2 separate regions of the Gossypium hirsutum genome follow, and region 2 is linked to region 1. A link is a contact called in public Hi-C data. All regions are on one chromosome and are shown on one strand. Each heading gives the region's core, a stretch centred on a gene start, on an enhancer-like site or on the middle of the called end of the contact. The rest is flanking DNA. Distances are from core to core; before and after follow the strand shown. Region 1 holds the start of LOC107893710 (protein NO VEIN). Region 2 holds the start of LOC107887276 (fanconi-associated nuclease 1 homolog).

Region 1 (5,585 bases), core at 1,094-3,593:
TCCATTGAACTTTCTTACTTTTTGTTGTCACTTCCAGCTGATATGCTTTCGTAATCTGTATAGGGAATTTGCACTTGAAGTTCAGACTCATAATGTGTATAGAGAATATTGCAATTGAAACTTAGACTGTTTATGGTTAAACTTTATAGTAAAATTGAGTATAACTTGTTGTTGGCCTCATGTACAGGCATTGACTCGTGCTAGGGTCCCCATAGTAAAGCTTATGGATCCAGTGACTAGAATTTCCTGTGACATATGCGTAAACAATCTTTTTGCTGTAGTAAATACAAGGCTTCTACGAGATTATGCAAAGATCGATGTAAGATTACAGCAGTTGGCTTTTATTGTGAAACACTGGGCCACGACCAGAGGAGTGAATGCAAGGCCAAGACCAGAGGAGTGAATGCAACTTACCAAAGAATTCTATCTAGCTACGCGTGAGTTGTTTGCAACTATAATGCTATTCCCATAGCTAGCAACATCATTCCTGAGCAGCATATTTCAATGGTGTTTGTGGTTAGTCTATTTGGTTTGCTTTGAAATGAATAAAAACATAGATAAAAGTATAAGCTGTGATGATGCCAATTTAGGTAGGATTCATGTATCTAGAGATAGGTAGGACACATTTCAGGTATTGCTTAATTTAACTTGCAGCTATAAAGTCACCTGTTCTTGTTAGTTATTTATTTATTTTTATCAATTATTATTTTTAACTAGTATTTTCTTTGTTGGTATGTTTTGATGTGCATTCATTTCTTACAGCAACGTAGACCTGCTATCCTCCCATGCTTGCAGGTGTGTATGCTTTTTGCTTCCCATATCAATTTTTGTTTTTAATTAGTATTTGGATTTTTCCCTACCTTTGCTACAACATTGTTGGTGTGGGCATTCTTTCACTATTGGCATATATTCATGATTATGCAAATTCAGTAATATCTGTACGCACAGGAAGCTTGATCAGGTGAGATGCAAACTATTATCTTTCAGGAATGCTAATAAAGTTTGAGGTGAAAATATAAAATGTTTTCATGGTTTCTGAACTTATAAGTACAAGTTAAAATTCATGTATCTGGTTTCGTTTGAAATACTTTATTTGGGTATTAGTTGCATCTTGTGGTGAATGAATTAAAATATTAACAGATCCCATTTACTGTAGTAAGTTTTGAGCAGGGAGAAACATGAGTGCACTCTTTTAGAATGGCTTGTAATTTGCAAATGGTCAATAGATGCTATATTTGGTTTTGCATAAACCGAGGACTAAATAGTTGTAGGTGGGGATAAAATAAATGAATTCTACGAAACAAAATCATTTTTAATTTGATGACTCCATTTGTGCAATAAGGGAGAAAAAGACTGGACAAGAAGAATTGGCAATGATTGTCATTTAATCTGCATAGAGGATTCGTTTGTGGTATCTCATGACCTTGGTCGAGTGGTGGACAAGTTCAGCATTAAAATTCTAAGAGAAGAGTTTGATCGAGCGATTGATGTAATGTAGTATGATCCAAATCCTTGGATAATACTCTTTGAACCTTACGTCATTGGGTAATAAAACATTGTCCAAGTGTGTTAGAAAATCAATGGTTAAAGCTATTTGATTGGTTTTTATAGTCGGTGTGCTTTGCGTCCCCATAATCTTCAATTTTGTCCTTTTGAGTTCACATCCATTTTAAAGAAGTTTAAGCTTATTATATGTAATCAAGAAAATAAATTTCCAAACATTTTATGGATGGATGTTAAACAAGTTGTAATTAATTGATTGATAATGTATACAATTCCTCTATGATCCAAACATATTCATATCAAATGAATGTGTTATATGGTATTTGTGTCTTCAAGTGAAAAAAAAACAGTCTTATTAAATACATCTAATAAATCATTGCAATATATGTAAAAATAATTTAAAATATAAATTTATTAATATATATATAATAAACTCAATTAAACAATGAAAAGATAATAAATTTTTAAATATATATTTGTTTAATTTAAAACAGTTTTTATGAAATATTTTTAAGAAATCTGTCAAATAACAGAAAATATGTTACACAGATTCATGCAATTACCAAAATGTAAATTATTTTTAGAAGGCAAACAAACGAAGCATTAAATATTTAAAGTTTTTTATTTAAAAAGTGTATAATGTCTAAGAGCATGTTACCTGTCATGTTTTTATTGAATGAATCCTATTTTGATGAAATTAATAGCTTATGTATGATTTTTTTTTAAATAAATACAAGAAAATGGTACTGAGTTTTAATTTAAGTGAAAACGAAAATAAAAGAATTCTAAGATAAAAATCCAAATAAAGCGTCACACTATATAATACGCAAAGCTGGCACTTCTTATCCCTCCCTAAACCTACTTCCTTCTTTCCTTTCAAGATGCGCGGTCGCCATAACGGCCACCGTCCCTTCCGCCCCCCTGGCAGCCATCCTCCATCTCAACCACCATTCGAACCTTCAAATCCAAATTTCGCTCTCCAAGACCCCAACGTTCTCCAATTCCTCCAGGCCCTTATAACTCCAGTCCAACCAAACTTTGCTCTCCAACAAAGCCCGAACAATTTCTTCTTCCAAAACCCTAATGCTTATTCCCTTCCTCAAAACTCTATTATCCCACAACCACAACCACAACCACAACCACAACAGGTCAATAACCCCAGAAGCAGCCAAAGTCAGCTCCACAACCATAGAGGCAGCGCTGCCTCTGGCCAAGTCCCGAAGGAAGTCCAGGAAAGAGCAAACCAGGCTGTGAACCAGGCGTGGCGTGAGCTTATTGCTACCGGAAATAGTGTTACGGCATGGAAAGTTTCGGAGGCAGCCTTGGTAGCCCTGCAGGCTGACTCATGGAGCTCGTTAGGATTGGACATGCAGGGGATTCCGTCTCTTCAAAGGCTTATGGCCATTGAAGGAAGGGTAATTACAATACACAGATTATATATCTTTTATATACATACATGCTTAATACATGCATTTTGCAAATTTAGTGGCTATAAGAATGTTGAAATCCTTTGATGGAATAGGGACATTTGGATGCTTTGTTTATTGTTGCTGGTAATGATTTTTATAAGATTAGGGTTCAAATCATACTTCTCAAAGAGATATAGAAAGAATGTTTGAACCAGAAAGCAAAGAATACTACTGAAGAGTCAAAAGATATGATGCCAATAATCTTTGCAGAATGAAATGCATGATTTTCTTTGTATTAGAATAGTTATGCCAGAAGGGGTATTACATTTTAATATTTTGATCCTTTTTTATTATTTTTAATCAGTTAAAATCTTGCATTTTTACAATTTTCTTTTGTTTAATTACAAGCAAGCAACTGTGGAAACGTAAGTAGCAGACACACTAAACAAAGCCTTAAGGCTTTTTTTTTTTTTTTTTTTTGTCTTCTGAGAGTTGAAGATATTTCATTAGAAAGTTGGAATTACTGACTTAAATAACTAGTGTTTCTTAGTTTTTCCTTTCAAGGGGACAGGGAGGGCATATTTCTCTATCTACATGGAAAGGAGCTTTTCATGTGTAGTAGTCAAATTGAAATTTTCTACTGTCCATTTTTTATCGTGCAAGATGCCAAATGAAGGCTAAATTATATATTATTTGAAACATAATGGTTATTTTTCTTTCTTTTTTTCTTCTTTTTCTAATTTCTTGCTTTCTTCATCTATTTTGTAGGTAAATGCATTTATCCAATGTTTTGCTGGAGTACGAAGAATTACTACATTGTATGAGTTGGAACTGGCAATATGTGAGAATGAGGGTGTTAGGACATCTGATAATCTGGAGCTTGGCCCTTTGCTTCGTCATCCGCTTATCTTGCGTTATTTTTCAGTTAGAAATTGTACAGAAGTGTTTAAAATAACAAGTGAGGACATAATTGCTCACATCCATGAATTCATTGACGGCCACAAAAATCAAGAAATGCTTATTGATGAATTTCTGGATTTTGTTGCCGACAAGCAAGCTGCCACAAGCAAGGAAAAGCTTGGTGTGCGTATTCGGAGCTTGGCGTATGTATTCCATCTCTCTGTACTTCCTTTAACTAGAAAGAAAGAAGTAGGAAAGTCTTATGCACTGATAGAAACCAATGCCTTGAGAACTTCATAGAACAGTTTCCAACAAACATGGCTAATTTTGATTTTGTTATTTGCTTTTAGGGATGTGGCGTTGTTTTCTCAAAAATTAGTTTATAATGCTTATAGATTACAACCTTCAATGTCATGGTTGTTGCTTCAAAGGCAAATTTTAGATAATTATGACCTGATAAAATTTTCATTAATATGGTAATAAAATAATTTATCGTTTAGTCCTTAACAGAAGCGGAGTTGGCTTTTTTTCTTCATAGCTTACGAATCTATTACACTTTAAGAACTTTCTTCTTAAATTAAAAACCTAATGTTACTTTCATGGTTTGTTTCTTTTTGCTTTCTATATGACACCCTATAATTTGTTTATTACATGATTAATTTTATGTTACTCTCTATATGATATCCTTTTGGTGAATTGTTACATGTTTTGTTTCTTTCCAGTTTCTATCTAATATCCTATAATCTTTTTCTAAGGCTTAATTGGGCATTAACATCATTCATGTGAATACATTACCTTATATAGTCAACTTCTGATATCCTACCACATCTTATAGTGTCATATTCACTGACCACATCCTAATTTGACAGCAAATCTGATATTATAGTATATTGAAATTGTTACTGTTGTGATCATAGGATGTATACTAGTTTTATCAAGAAGGCTGAGGGAAAGAGAGACTTTGAGGCAAAGAAATGCCAAAAGGGGCTGAAGCTAAGAAAACATTGCAAGGGTCTGAAGCTAAAAAAACGATATATGAACATATCACAGCAAGTTGAGTCATTTATGTCAGTACACAAGGATTTTTGTGGCAAGCATATACGATTTGATTCCTCAAGCACAGAGGAGGAAGATGCCAGTGACAGTGCTCATGAACATGAAAGGAATGACAATGATGAAGGCAGTGAATCAGAGTTGCCCTCAGAAGTTATTAGTAGCTCTGATCGGCTTAGTAGTTGTCCTTACCCTTCTGCAGCAGAAGAGTTGATAAGGCTTGGCTTGAAAGATAGAATGCCTAAACCTTTTCCTGCTACTGCTAGCTCAAAGCGCAATGACTGTACAGGGCCATACAAAAGGAAAAGAAAAATTGATAGTCCCAGTCCTTCCATCTCTAGACCACCTAAGCTAAGCAGAAGAGATGAACTCAAGCAAGTTACTATTCCAAATGAAAATGGAAATCAATCCAAAGACCTTAGTAGTTTAGATGAAGCTGATATTTTGCTCTCTGATAACTTGATGAAGACATTCATCACAACCTGGAAGGAGGCATGTAGGGAGCACACAATGGAAGAGGTTGGTTCACTCTATTTTGGTTTATTTTTGTTTCTCCATCCCAGTACAATTAGTTGTCTCTTCCTGAGGAATCTGCAATATTTCAAAAGAATCTGCATAGTCATATGGAGCACTAGGATTGTGAAATCATGGATTGTAGGTTTAGGGACATGTAAGGATTAAAACTTAAACAGTGTCTATTCACTTGAGAGAGGATATTAA
Region 2 (5,585 bases), core at 1,350-3,849, 190 kb before region 1:
CCCTGCAAGAAGCCTAAAGTGAGATGAGAAGAACTAGAATCTTATCAGTTTCCATTATTTTAACAAATTTAAGAGTGTGACAATTTGATTGATTAAAAGAGTACGACTAAATAAATACTTCTAAAGAGAGAAAGAGAGAAGAATATATGATAATACCAACATTTTCATTAAGGTGATTATCTACTACATAAATCAATTATATAGCCATTTCTTTAGCCAGGTATATGTAGCCTATTCAGAATTACATAATCAAAATGTTTCGAGAAAAGCATGTCACGGATGTATTTCCTTCCCAAAACTTCAGAAGCTTGTAAAAATGAAATGTTCATGACACATGTAGGATGTTTTAAAAAGATTACAGTTAGAGATGCCAACACAGGGAAGAAAGGGAGGAAGGACGATGACTTTTAAGAAATTAATCTAGGATTCTTCACACAAACACACCCAAAAATAAATACATAAATAAATAATAAATGGAATCCTAGCCAGTTGATTGAGAACTTAGGTCCCTAGAGTGATAAACCTCCACTGTGACAAGTTTGGCACTTAGGTGGAGGAATCAAATTAAATGAGTGTAGAGTTCTTTTTTTTTCCCTTTTACCTCTTATCAGCTTTTCTACTACTCTTGAATGATAACAAATAATTTCTGACACCTCATTTCCACTGGACTCACTTTACCTACAGGTAGGTTGAGGTTTTCTGAACATGTTAGTTTATTCACACTCTTTCCTTCAGTCCCATTTAAAAGGAGTTATTAATTCATGTCCTTCCCTTATTCATTTTATAGTCCATTCAATGCTGTATATATGAACATTACATTCATAAGAGTAGCCATGCTGAAAAAAAAAACTGAACATGTTTCTTTTGAACTACATCACCTCAAAGCTCAAGCAGTACTTTTCAATCAGAGGAGATAAATACTGAGCTAACTCTAGAGGGAGATAACCAAGCACTTTACAGCATGCAGAACTTGCAGAAAGAACCTGATTAAATAAGAAAACAAGGTGGTATTAGTAGTTTTTTCCTGCCCCCCCCCCCTCCAAAACCCAAAAAAAAGGGAAAGAAATAAAAGGTCAATATAGTATTATGCAAAATGCAAAGGCAAAAGCAAGTGAACCTTGATAGCATTTGAATCCTTAATATTATCAGGGTCTCTCAGAAGAGATATGTTTGCCCCTAGATTCACCTCTTTTTCATCACTAAACTTACGACCGACGATAAAAGTATCAATAGCCATCCCAGATATGCTGTCCACAGTTCCATCCATATGATTTCTGGACTCCTCATTATCAGTGGACAATGCAGAAAAGTAAACCATGGTGTTTGCCCTTCCATCACTGATTGGATTTTCTGCAGAACCAGCCACATCAATTTGTTTAACACTCTCAGTATGCGGCAATTGTCTGCACTGATCATGGCTTTTTTCTTCTCTTGGATCAATCTTCGAGAAGCAACGAGTGACATTCTCTTCATAGTCAGAACAATTCTTCCTAAGGTCACTACTCAGCAGCCGTTCTGATTCATCCGAGGAAATTTGAAGCTTTGACTGAGAGCAACCAAAGTTTAATTCCAGAAGTGTCCGCTGTGTCAGCTTCCGCTTGGTTCTTCTAGAAAGACATCTGTCTGAACCCATTAAGTCATATTAGCAGATATAAATCAAATAAGAACAAAAATATAATTGAGTATCCAAAACACGCACGTGTACAACATGACTATGTTCAATTTTTCAAGTATTTGATGAGTTATTGAAAGGTCATGTTCTTTCATTCTTATTCAAATATAAGTTGGATGAAGGTCGGATACAAATACATGAGAAAAAATGAAGAGTATGAAGGCCATTTCCCTATATCCATATCTGAAACCAGACTGAGATACATGAAGAAAATTAGGTCTGTTTTTGGAAATGTATGACACGAATGTCGGGCATGGATACATGAGGGGAAAATAGCAGTAGGAGACGCGGGGCAATATATATAGCTAACCAATAGCATTGAAAACAAGAGAAAAGGAAAATACCCAGATGAGAATTGATAGTGTAATCTTCACCACGAACTTTGCTCTCACAAACAGGGCAAGTTACCAAATCAGAACTGGATATTTCAACTTTGCCTTTGGAAGATTCAGTTTCAGTCAAGCCTCCATTTTTATCAGACAATAGATTCAAAGAGCTCTAAAAAAATGTAAAATCAACGTCAATTTTACCTTTCTATAAGATAAGAGCAAATAAAAGAAAGCGAGAGAGGATTACCCGGATAGGCGAAGAGAGAATAGATTGAAGGTTGGGAAGAAAACGGCGGCGCTTGCCGATCAATCTGCTTAAACTTTCTCTTCCAGTTAGCATTTGCAGCAGATAATTTCAGATCAGTTTGCCGTAATTATGTGCAAGTTCGCCATCAATTTGAAACCCTAGCTGGCTAGTTTCCCTCCTAAGATTGGCGGCGATTCTCTTACTCCCGCCAAATCGGGGTTATTTCATTGTGAGACTTTGATGATAATAACGGGCCGTTGGTTGGAGAATGGGTGCTTCGAATATAGGCAAGATAAGGCCTTTGAAAATAACGAGCCGTTGGTTCGAAAATGCGCCTCATTTAGTACCAACATTCAGTACCGAATTGATGTACTCGGTCAAGTTTAACGTCATGTGCCCGTATTGTATGTCCCTGTCATACGACTGCATCCACTCTTTAAACGGTATATTTGAAACATATGTCGCACCGTAGGGTATTAATGGTGCTTAAGTTGTTCAACTTTTGATAGAAAACATATTAGACGGGCTCGTAACCTATCGATAAATAGAAATCAATTAGTGCAATGAAATAACCCCGCAATTGAAAATTCAACGTGCCGTGAATTCATAGTTGGAACTACAAACTCATGTCGATGACTAGATCTCACTCAGTCGTCGAAGGATATTTTTTGTAGCAATTGGATCCCACATGTCGTATATAGTACTAATGATGAGTGCGATCCTAGAGGGATCCGTGACGATAAATCACTGAAAGTATTCTGGGTCCCCTATCCAATATGACACATATGTCGGGCTGCGGGAAATAAGGCGGCACAACTGGCTAAGGAAGAAATCTCAGTCATATGTCATTTCTCTAGGAGTTATTGTGAACGATATACGTAGAATCTTCCGATTACCGTCCTAAACAACGACAAGCAACAGATGTTGCTGATACATTTGGTATAATTAGGTGCTGTCAATTTGGACCATAGGCTTGCAATGCTGAAATGACTCTCTACATTGCTCAAAGGTCCAAAAGAATTGGTAGAATACTTTTTTCCCTGAGACCAACTAATCGTCATAGTACCTTGGATGCATTTCAAGGTCAGTTACGGAACCTAGTACATACTGATCCAATACCTAACACCATTGCCGTAGATAGTTATATGAACCCTCTCCCTCGTGATGCAACTTCTCCATAGCTTTCTGTTTACAACCCACACTTTGTAATATGTTGGAGTATACTGGTACTGACTACGTATGTTCGCAATCAGCACCAGTATTTCAATTCGGGGACTGGCTTCACCATCAGTAAAATAATGTCAGCAATCATGTCCGAGTCTAGCCTCGGATGGTCCAGACTTGCACCCTTTGCAACACACGTATAGGGACTGGGATACTTTTTTATCGTCCATAACCCGATTTCTTATGGTAAGATGCCATGATTTTCCACTTACACCTCGAGTCCTTCATTACTTATTTTCCTTTGAATTTCTCAGAGCGGGACTTCGTGACGTAGTAGTTCACGCCGTTCTTGATGTTGTACTACTTCAGTGTAGTAAGTAAAACATCTTTGTTAGAGTATTCCACTCCAATTTCCAGTACTTGTACATCACGATCCGTACTTGCATGACCAGGTATTCTATACGAAAGCTGCAAAACTCTAAACCACATTTGGCCGATTATCCAAAAAACTAAAATAGTAAATTAACCAATCTTAGATATGAATTAGTGGGATTGATAATGGATACCATGAATTATAATTATAATTAATAATTAACTTAATTAATTAAAACAAAACATGATTAGTTACTTTAGTTATTCCTTAATTAAAGTATATATATAAGTTAGTGGGAAAGAATAAATTTTTATCATCTTCCCTATTGCTGTACCTTGAAGTAGAAAAGAAAGAAAATATTCAACTTTTGACCATTAATCAAGTAAGTCATTAAGCCAGTTTTTTTTATGGATATTGAATCATGGGGGCTTAATTTAGCTATCCGATGCATTAATTTGTTCAATTTTTAAGTTTTTAGCAAATTTTAATTGTAAAGAAATTGATGAATTAGGCTTAACATTGATAGATATTAAGCTTAGACCATGATAAGGGCTAAATTGTAAAGCTAATTAAGCTTGTTACATAAACTTGAAACATTAGAGATAGCTTGTAGTAGTAGACAAACCTAAACATTTCCTTAGTCTAATTAGAAATGAGCAAACCAATTGGGGAGACATTGAAGCAGATGACTCCCATAAGATAGACATAGATGTGATTAATTGGACTAACAGTACATCGAACAAAACCCAAACAGAATCTGGATATGTTTATGGATTTATTCACTTGTGATGTTTATAGTGTGGCATACCTAAATCCTTAGAGGATGGCAGATTGTGTATGTGTGACTCATACACTTTGATGTAAGTAAAAGCCTGAGTTTAAATAGATAAGGAACCGAAAGTTGGTGCGTTAAGTGTATGACTTCTGTAGTATGTAACATCAATTCACAATAGTGGAATTGATAGCCCAAAACATGGGTAAATGATATCCTCTCATTGGATTTACAAGGTTGTTGAAAAGTAAACGTGACTATGGGTCGTCTGTCTTTATGATGGATGAGTTGATCATTATTTGATAATGATTTACTTTTCATGAAGGAAGATGTAATGATTACTATGAGATAAAATAAAATCACATTGGGAGAGCGGATATTATCCCAAAGAGATCAATGATATCCTATTAGGGTAACACACTTATGACAATGTCATTAGACAAGTATTGAGTAGTTGCTTTCATAATGGTATGTCATTAGGGAGAGCTCAGTCACGATACTATAGTGGAATGACTTCGTGACTAAATGAGTTTATAATTAATAGGTGAAAAGTCAAAACTTAATTATAAATCGCTTGAGTCTCAACTACATATGTCCAACCCGTCCCTCCGCTAACTCGTTGAAACTATAAATGAATTGCGTGCTTGAATACAAATGCATGAAATGAATAGAAAAAGAGAAATCGGAAACATTCAGAAATTATTATTGTTTGCTCCAAAATGGAGAAATGAAATCATTTTGAAATGAATGTAGATTTCCAAAAATGAAAATAAAAATGGAAATGGACTATATAGGATTACTTAAAAAATGATGAAAGAATGAGTTTATATTTTTGGACTGTTTTGAAGCCCGAAAATGAAAATAAATCATTCAGTCATAGTGAATATGTTGAGTTGTGACATATTGAATGAATTTTCTCAAAATTTTATTGGAGGTAAAATTGTCAAATTTTCATTAGGTAAAATTAGGGTGAGGAAATTATTTAACATATAAATATTAAAGTTTATTTTAAGAAATAAAAAAACTGA

Evidence for each region. A called contact is a pair of places that touch in the nucleus more often than the background predicts.
Region 2: a Hi-C map of leaf shows a contact between it and region 1, with 2.2 times the contacts expected there. The contact joins the promoter of LOC107887276 here to the promoter of LOC107893710 in region 1. A contact is called at or near these places in 4 of 34 Hi-C or Micro-C datasets (hypocotyl and leaf).

What each region holds. Positions count from the first base shown.
Region 1 is chrA03:51,004,216-51,009,800 of Gossypium_hirsutum_v2.1, reverse strand. LOC107893710 (protein NO VEIN) reads left to right here and starts at 2,343. Exons shown (of 13, transcript XM_016818770.2): 1 at 2,343-2,918; 2 at 3,681-4,015; 3 at 4,730-5,384. The coding sequence starts at 2,385. LOC107893711 reads left to right here. Exons shown (of 6, transcript XM_016818772.2): 4 at 282-437; 5 at 763-795; 6 at 1,353-1,608. The coding sequence ends at 1,377.
Region 2 is chrA03:51,196,876-51,202,460 of Gossypium_hirsutum_v2.1, reverse strand. It overlaps LOC107887276 (fanconi-associated nuclease 1 homolog), which reads right to left and starts at 2,599. Exons shown (of 15, transcript XM_016811465.2): 1 at 2,249-2,599; 2 at 2,017-2,170; 3 at 1,118-1,623; 4 at 879-983; 5 at 1-2. The coding sequence starts at 2,341.